2 separate regions of the Sus scrofa genome follow, and region 2 is linked to region 1. Evidence: chromatin contacts called from public promoter capture Hi-C data. All regions are on one chromosome and are shown on one strand. Each heading gives the region's core, a stretch centred on a gene start, on an enhancer-like site or on the middle of the called end of the contact. The rest is flanking DNA. Distances are from core to core; before and after follow the strand shown.

Region 1 (4,923 bases), core at 1,178-3,677:
TCCTCAGGGTGTGGCAAGCCCCTGGATGGCAGGTGACATTTTGTATCTCCCTCCCTGAACCCAGCAGGTGAGAACCTAGGACCTGTGCTGATTGGAGGAAGAAGCAGCATGTGGTAGTTTGAGCAGAAGGGCCAGGAACCTAGAAGGAGGAAGAGGCCTTTTAAAAAATTTTTTGGCCGTGTCTGTGGCATGCAGAAGTTCCTGGGGCCAGGGATTGAACCCCCGTCACAGCAGTTACCTGAGCCACAGCAGTGACAATGCCAGATCCTTAACCTGCTGAGCCACCAGGGATCTCCAGGAGAGACCTTTCTTTTTAAAATTTTTTATGGCCACATCCGCACCATGGAAATTCCTGGGCCAGAGATTGAATCTGAGCCACAGCTGCAACCTATGCTGCAGCTGTGACAATGCTGGATCATTTAACCCACTGCACTGGGCTGGAGATCAAACCTGCACCTCTGAAGCAAACTGAGCCACTGCAGTCAGATTCTTAACTCACTGCTCCACAGTGGGAACTCCTGGGAGAGGCCACTCTTGATGGGAGGCTTGAGGAGGTGGCATGAAAGGTCAGGTCTGGATGAATAGGGTGGCTGAGTGGAGGGCAGAGATGGTGTGATCACATGCCAGGCTTGCTTTAGGGAACAGGAAAGTTAAAAGGATGGGGGCCCCAACGACCAGGCAGCTTTCACATTGGGACTGTGTGCTTATGCACAACGGCACTCTGCTGCCCAGGGCCTACGGCACTCTGCTGCCCAGGGCCTCCTGTTCCCCATTTCCCAAGTCAGCACAAAGGAGCCATCTTGCTGGGGAGTTGCATTGGCAAACATTAGTTCTTGGCAGTCAGCCTCTCTCAATCCCACCCTCTATTCCTGGTTGAGCCTGTCAAGGTGAAGGGTATGCACTGTGCTTCCTCTATTGGCTTGCAATTCTTCAGGGCAGGGTCCCCTTCTTTCTTCTTCTTCTTTTTCTTTTCAGGGCCACACCTTCCTCATATAGAAGTTCTTGGGCTAGGGATCAAATTGCAGCTGCAGCTGCCAGCCAACACCACAGCCACAGCAACACCAAATATGAGCTGTGTCTTTGACCTACACTGTAACTTGTGGCAACGTTGGATCCTTAACCCACTGAGTGAGGCTGTTCTTAACCCAGTAAGCCACAATGGGAACTCCTCCTTCCTTCTGAGAAAGCAGTTTCCAATAGAGCTGTGCACTTTCTTTGACCTGAGTCCACCAAGCACCAAGCCCAATGCACACTAGGACCAGGAGTCAGATCCCAGGCCAGGCACCCAAGTCTTCCACGGCTCTAGGGAACTGCCTGATGGAGTCCCTCCTACATGTGCCATAAATTTACTGAGCACCCTCTGTGTGCCAACCCTGGGGGGAGATAAAGGGCAGACAGGGTCCTTGATTGCATGAGGCTTATTATCATTTAGTTTCTGCACCATTGCCTCCCCGTGTTAAGCCTGGGCTCTCAGGACACTGGGTGGGAGACTGGCTCCCTTCCAGGCTAAACATGTCTAGTGCCCTTTTCTTCTTTCCTCTCCTGACTGCTCTTAAGACAGAGGAAAATGCCTTCCAAAGCCAAACTGATCTGAAGCTGAACCCCCCCCCCCTTTGGCCTCACTGCCCAGAGGTCCAAAACACCATGACTTCTGCCTGGATACCTGCAAAAGGCTTACGAATGGCCCTGCTCCCCTTCTGACCCCTACCTATTTCAACCTCCATTCTCTAACCAGAGTACTCTCCTTACACCCATGCACCTGACTGCGGGCTGCTGTTCACATCCAGCATGTAGAAGAGGACCCAATTCCTCTCACTCCTTCAAGGCCCCAAGGTCACCGCCTCCCTGTACCCCTCAATCCTTCTTACTCCATTCTGGCCACTCAGACAGCCTCGTGGTGTTGGCACTTCTGCTTGAAGCATCCCCCTCCGGTCCTCAGAGCTGCTTCTCATTCTTCAGGTGCCAGCACCTGGAGCGGGCACTGATCAGCAGAGGAATTCCGCTCCTGGCCAGAGGCCAGACCTTGGGCAAATCGCTGGCCTCCACGGTGCTTCCTGAGAAATGGGGTTGTTCACTGTGTTGGATATAATTAATTCACTGTTTCCTCAGTGAGGCTTCCTGACCTCCCTGTGAGAAAGAAGTATGTCCCACAGCCTCTTTCCCGTCACCACAGCGCCTCTTGCAATAATCCTGCTCAGTCACCCATCTCACACAACCAATGTTCACTGCGCACCTACTGTGTGCCAGGCATCGCTTCCCAGTGCCACCTCCCCGGACGCCCTGCGAGGGCAGTGTCTCTGCGGGGGGCCCGGCTCTCGGGCCTCCAGCGTGCGCCGGGCGCACAGTAGGCGCTTCGCCCGCCCGCTGTGCCCGCCCCTCCCCCGCTCCAGGAAGTGCGGGGGCTCCGAGCCCGGCGGCCGCGCTGCATTCTGGGCCGGCAGCAGCACCAGAGCCAAGATGGCGGCCAGCAGGAGGCTGATGAAGGTAAAAGCCATTCTCCGCGCCGGCGGGCGGGGGGCGGCGGCAAGCCGGGGCCCCGCGGCCGCCCGGGCCCATCGGGGCAACCGCCGCCATTCCCCGCCCCGCGGGACCACGCCGCCCCGGGCCGCGAGCGCCGAGGGAACTAACCCTGCCGCTAGGCCGCAGCCCGGGCGGGAGCGCCAGGCCGCGCCGCCCTGGCCCCTCACTGGCCCGGACCAGCCGCCTGGCCGGCCCGCGGGCTCCCCACCGCGCAGCGGCGGCTCCCGGGCGGCGGCGGGGGGCGGGAGGCCCACCGGGCGCCTGCGGGAGGCCCCAGCGCCCAGCCAGGCCGTAGCGAGTCCTCGCCGCGGAGCCGCCCCGCCCTGGGCCGCAGCGCGCCGGGCTGGGCGCCGGGGGCCGCGCGGGCGGGGGCTGGGGGACGGGGGCCGACGGCGAAAGTTAGGCCGGTTTGTTGCGGCTCTCGGGCTTGCGCCGGGTGCCAGCGGACCGTCGCTGTGACTGCAGAGTCACACGGCGGCAAGTTGAGCACCGGGAGGCGGAGGGGCGGGGGACGGCCGGCCGCGACGCGGGCCTCTTGCCCCAGTCCCTCCCGGCCCACCTCTTGGTCCTCCGTGCCCCTTTTCCTGCTGGAGCAAAGTGCCATATGGGGGGTGGGATGGGTTGAAGTCAAAACCGGCTAAAGTTTATAAAAATAACTTGATACTTTGTATCTTGAATGCAGCCGGGTGCCTTCTTGCTAATTGGCTCCTCGGGTGAGGAACACAGATGCCACCCGGGCCTAGTTCTTTCTCGAGTGTGTTTGCCGGCGTCTCCCGGAATGGATCTCGCCTAGGTTTGCAAGTCGGCCGCCCTGCCGGTGGTGCTGCCCGGCTATGCCCGGCCGGAAATAAAAAGGAGCCAGGAGCTGGTTTCCTGAGAGGAGATAAAGGGTTGGGGTTCCTCCTGGACAGAGCAGTACTCCGCAGACCTGGACGTTGAACTTGGAGTCACAGCCTCTGGGCCCTCCCTCCCTGGAAACATTTCCTTTCTTTTGTTCGCTAAGGGTTAGAGACATTGAACTTCATAAAACTGGATTGGAAGTGGGCACAAAAGAACCGTGGACAGACTCGAGGCTTCTCTCTTCTCTGTCCCCGACACCACCGTTCTGCCAGTACTCTGGATGAGAGAACTGTTACTTATTTCCCTGCTCTATTCCCCAAAGGCAGTTATCTTTTATGCCTTTTGGATTTTACTTTAAACATTTCTCGAGTGTGTGCCTTCCTCTGTAATCTTAACTGAAATTAGTTGAATCCATACCCTCATCTCTCAGGTACCTTCCTGAGTTCTTCTGACTGTCTTCTTGGACACCATGGTTCATTTTCTAAAGCAAATATTTAATCCTTTCCCTCTCCTGTGGAAAACCTCTGTGATTTTATTGTCCTCAGAAGTTAATCCTGACTTCTTGGCATGCAGGACCCTTAGGTTGCTGGAAAGTAATCTGCTCAGCCACACCTCCTGATCCCTAGTTCCCCACCACTACACACCACTCTTGCACCTAATCACAATGGCTGCCTTTTCCCCCCAGCTTTTACTTTGTGCAGCTCTGTACTTCCCATTCATGATCATGTTTAATCCTGCCTGTGAAGTAGACCCTATTATTCCCATTTTGTAGGTGAGAAAATGGAATGCAGGCAGATTTGCTGGCTTGGCCCAGTTTTTTAGGAAGGGAGAGAGCGTCTCCTTCGTACATGCTGTTGGCTGTGCCTGAGAAAGGCGGTCTTCCCCTTGCCTTTCTCCCTTCCAGGGAAGTTCTGGTTCAACTCCAAGGCCAACTATGCTGAGGCCTCCCCTCCATCCCCCTTTAGAGTGAGTTGTTTCCTCCTTTGTGTGACCACACCACTTTCTTTATGTTTCTCTTTGAGCACTTGTCACAGTCTGATTTGTGTTAGACTTGCCTTTCCTGCTGGGTTCTGAGTTCCTCAGGGGTAGAGATCTTGACCTAATTCATCCTGGTATCTCTGAGTCTAGCTCAGTTGACCCAGTTTGGGGCTTCCAGGTTCCCAGGGGTCTCAGAGGGGAGTTACTATTTGTTTGTTTGTTTGTGTTTCACAAAATTTGAGCTTAGAAAGAAAAAAAAGTAGTGAAAACTGAGTACATATTAAGTGCCAGATCCTTTAGATAAGTTTTTCCTTATCTTTTCAATAACTCTTTTTTTTTTTTGTCTTTTTGCTATTTCTTGGGCCGCTCCTGCGGCATATGGAGGTTCCCAGGCTAGGGGTCGAATCGGAGCTGTAGCCACTGGCCTACGCCAGAGCCACAGCAACGGGGTATCTGAGCCGCGTCTGCAACCTACACCACAGCTCACGGCAATGCCGGATCGTTAACCCACTGAGCAAGGGCAGGGACCGAACCCTCAGCCTCATGGTTCCTAGCCGGATTCGTTAACCACTGCGCCACGACGGG
Region 2 (4,923 bases), core at 1,043-3,542, 350 kb before region 1:
TGGGGAAGTTCTGTATGCCACAGGTACAGCCAAAAGAATAATAACAATTGTAGCTTGCTCTGCCCGTATATATAAGCAGGCAACTAAAACTGTCTGCAAAGAGAGGCTACAGACCCATGCTGACACCCATGGCACCATTCAGAGAGCATGGCACTCTACGTCAGCAGGAAGAAGTTACAGAAGACAGACCTTCACCCCTGATCTCGTAGAAGTGGAATGATGTCTGATGGTGGGGAATTGTAAGCAGCTCCTTTGTCTCTTTCCTGTTTGTCCCTTTCTGTTCCCCTCAAACCATACAGAAATAAAGTCACAAGGCAACATTTAACTTATGCTTTACAGAATGCACACAATGCCTTGCCTAACTGGAGTTTCCCCCAAGACTGAAAGAAGTAGGAATGAAGAAATAGGTAGTTAAAAAATGACTAGCTCTCTACCCCCAGCTTTCCCCTTAACAATTCTGCAGGCACACCACACAGGCAGAATAACATCAGAAGAGAGGTCATGAGAAGTCAGCCAGTCTCAGTCAGTATGCTTGCAATGGAAAATTAGCAGAGCCTAACCACCTCCTGCATCGATAATTCATTGATATGTTTCTCTCCTTTTTTTTCTTCTCTTTTTAAGGCCAGGCTAGGGGCTGAATTGGAGCTGCGGCCGTTGGCCTATACCACACCCACAGCAACAGGGTACCTGAGTTGAACTTGCAACCTACACCGCACCCTGAAGCAATGCTGGATCCTTAACCCACTGAGTGAGGCCGGGAATCAAATTTGCATCGTCACTGACACTACGTTGGGTTCTTAACCCACTAAGCCACAACAGGAACTCCTTTTTTCCTCTTAACAACTGTCAAGAAGCTTTTTTTTTTTTTTTTTTTTTTTTTTTTTGTCTTTTTGCTATTTCTTTGGGCCGCTCCCGTGGCATATGGAGGTTCCCAGGCTAGGGGTCGAATCGGAGCCACAGCCACTGGCCTACGCCAGAGCCACAGCAACGCGGGATCCGAGCCGCGTCTGCAACCTACACCACAGCTCACGGCAACGCCAGATCATTAACCCACTGAGCAAGGGCAGGGACCGAACCTGCAACCTCATGGTTCCTAGTCGGATTCGTTAACCCCTGCGCCACGACGGAACTCCCCCTGTCAAGAATCTTAAAGAATTGGTCCTGGGACACCAGCTGGTCTTCTCCCCGGGTGCCAGCCTTCCTTTCTACCAACACTTTTGGCTTTCCAGCAGTGTGAGCAGCCCAACCTGAGTTCGGTAACACCGAGTCTGTTCAACTCTTAATTAAACTAGCTATCAGTTTCCGTTTCAAGGAAGACAAAATGCTTAAGCCCTGAACCAAGTGGTCAAGAGAACATTGTGCACTATTCCAAAATGACCAAAGCAGAATAAAACCCTGAACTGTTTGCAAAGGGCAGAGGTTTGGAGATGATAAGGTGAAATTAGCTCCTTGCTCACAGTCTGCAGAGGCAGCGGCTGAAGGAATGAGTCCTAGGCGCCCAATCAGGGTGTTTCGGGGAGAGAGGAGCGTCTCTCCGCCCCGGTTCTCGCTGCTGCGTCCCTCTGCGCCGTGCACCAAGCCTGAACTTCGCCCCCGCCACCTCCGCCCTCGCTGCCTTCAAGAGAGGATCCCGACCTGGTTTCAGGGTTCCTCCTGGGACCCGCAGCGCCAGTAGCGCCAGTCTTGCCAGGGCCTCCCTCTGCCCGCGCGCTGGAAGAAAGGCGTGCTCCCATCTGCTGCTCATGACAAGGGAGCATCTGGGCCCTCATGTCACAGACAAGGAACCCAAGTCTCCGCAAAGCCAGTCCACACGGGGAGGAAAGATAGAGCCGGGATCCACCCCTGCTCTCTCCACACCGCTCGCTGAGCCGCAGGCTCTCCCCGCTCCACTTCGTTCAGCGAACGTTAACCGAGCGCCCACAAGGTCGGGGCGCGCGGGAAGGCGCAGCTGGGCCCCGGCTCCCGGCCGGCCCAGCCCGAGGCCCGGGGCTCGCGTAGGAACGGAGACGGCTCGGGCAGAGGGTCTAGGTGGCCGCCAGGTAATTGGGATAGACCACGCGCGACTCCCGCCACTCACCTGAGAGACCCACAGGGTCGCTCGCTTTAGGGATGGAGGCCGCCATTCGGCGAACCGGCGCCGAAATGTCGTCATCAAGCTGCGCGTGGCGTCACCTCCCCTTTACAAACGGGAAAAGCGCCGCTTTCTCTTTGGGCTGCTTCTTTAAAAGGCGCGTGCGCAAAGTGTAGTCCCGTGGGTTTATGGGACCGCAAGGGGGCGCCCACCTAGGAAAAGAGCGCGCGTGCACGTAAGGCCTGTGCGTTACTGCCTAGAGGCGCGCCTCCTACCGGACCCGGCGCGAAACAGTACACTCTGGGTCCAACGGGCATTTATTGATCGCCCACGGTATGCCAGCGTGAGATACTCTGGATGCCGTCACCGCCGTGAGAGCGTAGAGAAGACCAGTCGCCGAAGAGCGGGTCTCCTTCCAACGCCCGGCGCCGCCCGGGCCCGGATCTGAGCGCCGGATGGCAGGGGAGCTGCTGGGAGAGGAGGGCGCGGCGGGCCGGTAGGGGGCGCGGCGGGGCTGTACCGGGTGGGGGACCCAGCCGCAAGCAGATGGCGGCGCCAGGCGCGGGGCCCGGGCCGGGGGCGCCACCAGGGCTGGAAGCGGCCCTACAGAAGCTGGCGCTGCGGCGGAAGAAGGTGCTGAGCGCCGAGGAGACGGAGCTGTTCGAGCTGGCTCAGGCTGCGGGCGGCGCCATGGACCCCGAAGTGTTCAAGTGAGCGCGCGGCGGAGTCGGGTTTCGGGGTTCCGGGGGACTGACGGCCCGGGCGAGGAAGGCTCACCGCGCGCCGGGTCTGTTCTCTCTAGGATCCTGGTGGACCTGCTAAAGCTGAACGTGGCGCCCCTCGCCGTATTCCAGATGCTGAAGTCCATGTGCGCTGGGCAGCGGCTGGCGAGCGAGCCCCAAGACCCCGTGGCCGTGCCCCTGCCCACGACCAGCGTGCCTGAGACCCGAGGTCAGAGCTGGGCCTGGGCGGCGGGTGTAGGGCGGGAGCGGGAGGTGGGCAGTGCCTGGCACATCGGGGCTTGCTTAGCCCTGAGTAGCCAGGCTTTTCTGTTGCTTTTGTCCCGGGACTGCTCCAAGGGCTGGCCCTTTGGGCTCCTGTCCCCAGCTTCAACTTTGCTACCACCTTCGAGGATGCACATCCAGATCAGGTAGATGCAGGATGGGTGGCCAAAGCAGACCAGGCCTCCTCTGGGACTTGTGTACACTGGCGTCTTGCCACCTCTGCATTCCTGTCTTCATCCCATGAACATGGAAACAAAGTGGCTTTGGTTCCTGTTCTCGTGGCACTTGTCGCCTCAACTGAAGAGACCTTCCTGCGCCCCCTTGTCTGCACCCTACCCGGCCCAAGTCCTGCCCAGGAGTCCCAACAGCTAAGCTTCCATCCTTGGGGCTGCAGATGGACCTCAGTCTGGACCGTCATGGCTGAGAAATGAGCAAGTGCTGGTGACCAGGGTGACGTGGTGGAGCTCTTACTCTCCTTGCTTGTCACTTCTGCTCCCAATTTTTAGAAACCCTCTGAAAGGCAGCAGAACCTTGGCCAGAAACACCCTGAGAAGGGGCTGATATTGGGTGGAGGGGCAGTCAGGCCCTGTGGGTGGGAGCGCCAGGGCCCCAGGCACTGTGCCCCCATTCTGAGAGGCCTTGAGTGCTGGAGTGCAGGCCTCCTCACTGATGTACACTGTCTGCTCTCTTTGTGTCTCTCTCCGACCTCCAGAGGCCTCCTTTCTCTCTGCCAAGAACTGTACCCCCCCTGCAAGGCCCTCCTTTTCCTCGGCCCGGCAGACTGCGGCCTCTCCGATTCTGCTCCACGGCCCAGCTGCCTCGCACTCGCCTCTCTCTCCAGGGCCCCCCGGTTCCCTCCGGTTCTCTTGCTGCCTGTTCTCTCCTTTTGAAGGTTGCGTTTATTAGTTTATCTCTGGGGGTTGGTGCTCTCTCCTGTTTCCACGGAAACTACCATGGCCCCCAGAAAGCTAGAGCAGCATTGAGCTGCAAGAGCAGGACCTGGCTGGCCATCCCACCATGCAGCTTAGTGACAGCAGTGATGGGCCCAACCTCCCTCTTCCCAGAGGCTAACTACCGGTATGACTTGTGTGCTCTGCGGAGGTGCCCTGGCCCCAGGGGAGGACACCTGAGGGTCGGGGAAGGGACAGTTCGCGCTGTGGAGAGTAAAGCCTGAGGTGAGAGGGACACCTGCATTCTTAGATACTGTCACCCCCTGGACTTGCTGCCTGGGAGGTCAGACCATGGGTCCCTTCTTCTCCCTGGTTCCTGAGCTGGGGGTGCCCTCCAGGCACGGTGAGGCTGGGGGCCCAGAGCCAGCTGTCTATGAGGGTGTGAGATCCCATGGGTGCCCCTCCCCATATCACCCACCTTGCTGTTCCAGGTATGCTTGGAGCTTGGGCCAGGGGAGCAGAGGAGGAGCCGAGAGGCAGGTGGACTAAAGGCGAGTTTGCAGAGGGAGGGAAAGACCAGGGCAGAGAACTTCTATTGCTGCTCCTTGGCTTAGTGACAGGGTACCAGGCCCACTCAGTGCTGAGGGCATAGTGGGGCTGCAAGGTGGACTGGCTCTTGGTCCAGTGAGGGAGATGGCCAGACAGACAGTGGCAAAGGCAGAGGACAGTGCAGCCCATCCAATTGTGGAGGACAGCACTGGCTTAGCTAGTGCAGCAAGGGCTAAGCAGGGTGGGGGCAGGGCCTGAGCTGGGGCCTGGTGGGAGGGAGAGGGAGGAGGGTTTGGGCAGCAGGTGTGTTGGGTGCAGGGCTGGGAGCACCACAGAGGGCTTGGAGGTGGCAAAGCCCCAGGCCAGGGTCAGGAGAGGCATGGGGCGCTGGGCCCCACAGAGTTGTTTC

The links. Promoter capture Hi-C pulls out the DNA fragments that hold promoters and counts their contacts.
Region 2: a contact with region 1 is called in a promoter capture Hi-C map of fetal liver, with 3 times the contacts expected there. The contact joins the promoter of LOC100153925 here to the promoter of UBE2L3 in region 1. A contact is called at or near these places in 1 of 5 promoter capture datasets (fetal liver) and 2 of 2 datasets of contacts at active chromatin or transcription factors (alveolar macrophages and skeletal muscle).

The regions. Positions count from the first base shown.
Region 1 is chr14:50,312,913-50,317,835 of Sscrofa11.1, reverse strand. UBE2L3 (ubiquitin conjugating enzyme E2 L3) reads left to right here and starts at 2,427. Exons shown (of 4, transcript NM_001185133.2): 1 at 2,427-2,484. The coding sequence starts at 2,458.
Region 2 is chr14:50,661,918-50,666,840 of Sscrofa11.1, reverse strand. It overlaps LOC100153925 (mitotic-spindle organizing protein 2B), which reads left to right and starts at 2,292. Exons shown (of 3, transcript XM_001929600.2): 1 at 2,292-2,781; 2 at 2,874-3,022. The coding sequence starts at 2,618. It overlaps SMPD4 (sphingomyelin phosphodiesterase 4), which reads right to left and starts at 3,353. Exons shown (of 19, transcript XM_001929589.6): 1 at 2,078-3,353. The coding sequence starts at 2,152.